Regions from separate parts of the Gossypium hirsutum genome. Here region 1 is linked to region 2. A link is a contact called in public Hi-C data. All regions are on one chromosome and are shown on one strand. The core of a region is the stretch at or near the end of the contact, and the rest is flanking DNA. Distances in the headings are between cores, read along the strand shown.

Evidence for each region. A called contact is a pair of places that touch in the nucleus more often than the background predicts.
Region 1: a contact with region 2 is called in a Hi-C map of leaf, with 2.2 times the contacts expected there. The contact joins the enhancer-like site here to the promoter of LOC121210138 in region 2. A contact is called at or near these places in 5 of 34 Hi-C or Micro-C datasets (leaf and petal).

Annotation. Positions count from the first base shown.
Region 1 is chrA02:99,905,747-99,908,446 of Gossypium_hirsutum_v2.1, forward strand. No RefSeq gene overlaps it. Among protein-coding and RNA genes, the nearest start is that of LOC107955336, 9.0 kb to the left of the region's middle. Within about 2 kb of position 1,330, at least 2 of the 9 cell types and tissues checked have an H3K27ac peak or open chromatin away from gene starts, as enhancers often do. A contact at or near this core is called in leaf, where this site is marked.
Region 2 is chrA02:99,858,675-99,861,458 of Gossypium_hirsutum_v2.1, forward strand. It overlaps LOC121210138 (cytochrome P450 78A7), which reads right to left and starts at 1,498. Exons shown (of 2, transcript XM_041082303.1): 1 at 432-1,498; 2 at 1-333. The coding sequence starts at 1,424.

The DNA of each region.
Region 1 (2,700 bases), core at 80-2,579, 47 kb after region 2:
TTATTACTTATCTATTCTATTCCTCCAATCAAACTTGTTGTAAATCTTTTCATCATTTCTCTAATTATATAAACATGTCTAGGGATGAGAGTGAAGTTGAGGACCCATCTTCAATACTTGAAAGTGCAAATTTTATTTATGAAAACAATTCAACCGGCATTTGTGTGTCTCAAATTTTTAATTTATTAAAATTTACAATATGAAAATTTAAATTTGTGTGATTTAAGTGTGAAATAAATAATATAACTAAAAATATCCTTTCATTTATTAAATAACCCATTATAATTTTTTTTAAAAAAAATTGCTTCATTTATATCTAATGTTATTTTATATTCTTAGTGAGGGGACAATTTGAGATTAATCCACTATGGTAAAAATAGTATAGTTAACTTCAACAGAGAGTTTCATCAAATTAATAAGAGTATATAAAACTCCATCCATTTATAAAATTGGATTAAAAGTTAGTATATCTATTAGGTTATTTTTCAAAAACAATTAATACATAAAATATTGTATTTTTTATTTATTTATGATTTATCATTTAGCTAGATGAGGTTGAAGTATTCTTATATTATAGACACATGATTAAATTAATTTTTTTATTATTAAAATGTAATAGAAATATATATATATTGATAATTGTGAGAGAGAAATAAAGTTTTTTTAGATTAACCCAAACTCCCATGTTTACAACATATTATTCTTGCCATTGGACCTAAAGATTGTTGGTAACAAAGTTAACATTTACCATATGAAAAATTGTATTGAAAATAATTATTTTTTCAACTGCAATTCAATTCCAAACAAAAGATTTCATTTATAGAACTATATTATATAATCTTTACAAGTATTAACTCTGTTAAACAATAAATGGTATTTTTAAAACAGTAAAGGTTAACTTTATTATAATTTGACCTTATTTGATTCTTTTTTAATAATGCAAAAATTAAATTGACCCATTAAATAATAGAGAAACTAATTTGATCATATATTTACGATAGATGTATTTGCCAATGATTAAATGGCTACACTTAACTAAGTACAGTGAGGTGATTTTGTATATATATGAGGCGATGAATATGCATGAAAAGACGGTAGAGAAAAAAAAATTGTTATTAGTGCCTGTGAGTACATGGCATTGTTGATAAACAAGGAGGTTTTAGAGTTGGAATCACATCTTTTGTAATTGTGGTGTGTAGGTGAAGATTTTTTGATCGAATTAGTTGGATCTTTTACGGTACTTTATCTATGATGTATAGTATTGGTTTGTAATTGTATCCTATTGTATTAGTGAAATGTGTCTACATTTTTGTTGATATAACCCAAGGACATTTGACTTTGGGCTTTTTTGAAGTAGACCTAATGTTGTTGCTGAAATGGTTGCATAGCTTTGGGCATGGGCTTCGAGTTGATCACAAATGGGTCCAATGTCCCTAAAAAGTGGTTTGCCAACTTTTTTATTGAACAAAATAATCAATCATTAATCAATAGGAATCAAAGGTGGGGTTGTAGTATTAGATTCAATCTGTCACTAACTATACGACTTTATCATTAATTATAATAATTATTTATGTATCTAATTTAGTGAAAGAAATTTAATATAAAGCTTAAATGTTCAAATCTTACAATTAAAAAAGCAAATAAATTTAAAATTCTGTGTACTACCCAGTTTAAATATCCATTTAATTGTGTAATATTTGAAAATTTAATTTTATATTACATGGGGAGTAAATAATGTATTGATTCTGATTATAATTATGATAGGAAGTATTTTGATTTTTAGTATGTTTGTGTTTTATATTTATTTGAATATATTTTGTAGTTACTCAAACACATATTTATTTTGGTATAATCATAAAAGTGTTCTCATTCAGTATTAAATTCAAGTAAAGTTCTTTCAATAATGTCGATTTCAAGATTCCTAACTTAGTTATTCGAGCATATATTTATTTTGGTATAATTACAAAAATATCCTCATTCATTTGAGTATTTAAGTAATGTCAATTTTAAAATTTGAAATTTAAAAGAACATATTTATTAGGATTATATTATACTCGTACTTTAAAGCATTACTTTCAACAACTTTTGCAATCTTTTCTTTCTAGAAAAAAACCCCTCCACATACTAAATTAAATTACACTTTTCACTCTAATACACTTAATTATTTATACATTTTAACCTAACTGAAGGTGTCCAAATTTACTGTGGAAAGTCAGGCTTAAATAAAAATTTGGTCTTGTAATTATAACATTTTTTTCGTTGAAAAACTTAAAATCTTTTAGGATCAAAACTGATACCCAAATTATGATTGCATTATAGTAATCACCTCAAACATTTGATTTGTTAAGAAAAATTCCCTTACTCAATAATATTATGCCACCTGAACTGTTTTTTAAATTTAAAAAAAGGTTAATTTTTTTTTTTAAATTTTCATTTGTTCTTTAGCCCATGGTTGTCAGAACTAGATTAAATTAATCGATTGAACAATAAGTAGATGGCCTAATCAATTCAACCGATACCATAAAAATCGAAGGAGAATAAAACTAGTGTAAAATCAGTTGAACCAATTAAAAAACCATTTGAACTTAATTTAGTTTATAAAATTATTGTTTATGCTTATATTAAAGATGCTTTCTGTTTCTTCTCTTTCTTTCTTTTTTCCTTTTTCCTTTTTATTTTGTAATGGTTGAACTAAGAACT
Region 2 (2,784 bases), core at 248-2,747:
TTTCCACACTTTGGGGTCATGGGTTATGGCCCACATGTTCACCATGGCGGTTGTATTGGCGGGAACCAGCATCCCGTTGCTGAGCTGGACGTCCGACGTGGACAGCCTCGCCCAAGAAAGCAGTGGCCCTGGGGGATGGATCCGTAGGGTTTCTTTGACCACCGCCTGAAGGTAAGGTAATTTCGCCACGTCAGCGTCGGTGAGGGTTTTGTTCCTCGTAGCACTGTCAATTTCAAGTTGCAGCTTGGCTTGTACTTCCGGGTGCAATACCAACTCAGCCATGACCCACTCCGTTAACAAAGCAGTCGTATCAGTTCCTCTGAATATCATTTCCTAACCAAAATTCACCGACTTAACTCAGTATTCGAACATACAAATAATAATGATCACATAAAAATTGAAATTCTACTATGTTATTACTATTTACTAACCCATAAAACAGAAACCATGTCATCTTCTTGGAGTTTTTCTTCACCGTCAAGAGAGAGCAAAACATCTACAAAATCAACATTATCAGACAGCATTTTGGACTCACTGAGTTGTCGGTGTTGTTCAATGATGCCTTTGACGAGTTTCCTAACTCGGGGAACGAGTTGCAAGCAACGTTGATTGATACGAAAGGGGTCATAAAAGTAACTCAGCCATGGCAAATAATCAGACCAATTAAAAGCCCCAAGTAGTTCAAATCCTTCTCTTACCATATCCCTAAGCTCTTCCAGTTCTTCACTGTCTTTTCTCTGGTCATATCTTCTGCCAAAAACACTCCCCATAATATTGTTCAAAGCAGCAAACTGGAGGTGTTTTCTTAAGCAAACAGAGCCATGGAGCTTCTGTTCGTTCGCTATGTTGCGCAGCATGACAGTACAGTCAAGCTGGCGACCAGGTTCGTGTGCTAAAATGCGCTTGGGTGCAAAAAGGTGGGAGGAAGCTATCCTTCTCAAAAGCCTCCAATAGGTTCCGTTGGGAGCGAACCCTATGGCTCGACTGAACATGAGGCTTTTAGCGGACTGCTTAATGGGTCGGTCAGCAAAGTGAGGGGAAGTTAAAATTTCGCGAGCCGTGTGGGGATCAGAAGCTACGACCACTGGGGTGGAACCAAGGCTAAAAGCCATGAGCTGAGTATTGGCCCTGGACCAAGCCATGGCGGCAAGCGAACGGTGAGCCAAACCACGACTCAAAGTAAAGAGGCTACCAAAAACAGGGAAACCCCTAGGACCAGGAATAGGAAGGGTACCTTTTCGGTTCCTTCCATTTTTCCATGCAATCCCACCAACAGCAAAAGCCCAAGAAAAAAGGGCAATGGAAAGAAATGCCATAAAGAGGGAAAACAAAACATACCCATCGAACAAATTTTTGGATCCAAAGAAAGCTGGAAGAGTATAAACCCACCAGCTTGTATCTTTTGAAACCGAACCCAACTCCATTAAAGAACAAAGACTAAAGAAAAAAGGAAGTAAGATGCTTTACTTTATGCTGAGTAGAAAAAGAAAGAAAGGGGTGGATACTATATATAATATAGAAATATGTTTGGTGATTATTTAAAGATGTTAATATAATATTATTATGTAGAAAGCGTTAAAAAAATGGATGTGACATAACGAAAGGAGAGGAAGGAAGGGGGAGAGTTTCACGTGGAGAGAGGAAAACGAAGAGCTCTGTTGCATGAGAGAGAGAAGGGTTGGAAATCTGAGAACGAATTGTGTGGAGGGGGTTGAGGAAGGGACGTTATGACCATATCTGATACATGTTTAACGGTAGGAATACTATACAGTAGATTTTAGTAGAAAGCAATGACTGAGACTGTGAGACCCGAGGGAAAGGAGAACATTAAATGAGAGACCCCGCCCCCCCCCTGAGGCTGAAAACGGCGACCCCAATGAACTGAAAGGGAAATAACGCTTAAGGCCGTTCAAGCGTTCGAGTAATATTACGCATTGAGAGCTGTGACGGTTTGAATTTAATGCCTAAGCTTTACAATATATGCAGTACCGGCCGCAGCCTTTAACATGCATCAGTGGAGAATGAGATGGCTCAAACACATTATATTGAATGCGCTCCCGGTTATTAACTGCAATGCTACAATTAACCACAAGTATTTTTTTAGTCAAACTCAAGTTCTACATTGTCGGTAGTGATTAATTTTTTCGTATAACTGCTTGTCACGAGTGCTTTTTAAAGTGGAGTTAGCAAAATTCGATTCAATTCAAAAAATTTAATAAAAAATTTAAATTTTAAATTAAATAGTTTGAGTTATTTGAGTTAATCAAGTTATTTGGATCAACTCGAATAAAAAATTAAGTTTTTCGGTTTAACTCGAATATGAATTACATAATTCGAGTTATCCGAAAATCCGAATAAAAAAAGACAAAACTACGTAGTTTTGATAAATGTTTACTTTATTAAAAGTTAAAATTCAAAATAATTAAGTTAAAAGGTAAAACTACGTGGTTTTGATAAATGTTTACTCATTAAGTTAAAAGACTAAATCATTATATTGTTCATATAGTTAAATAATTTTGTACTTCATCTACTAATTAAATAATCGGTCTATCTAAACACAACATTAAGTATAAATAATAGGATTCGTTAACTCGACTCGATTTGACTCGAAATTTTTTGACTCGATTCGATTCGAAAAAATTTCAAATTAAGTATGAAATTGACTTGATAAATGATTCTATTAGAAATTTTTTGTTAAATGAATGTTATATATAATGTTTAAAATCGAAGCTTCTAAAAAAAATACGTGGAGGGTCTACTTTTTTTACATATGTATGTCTTAAA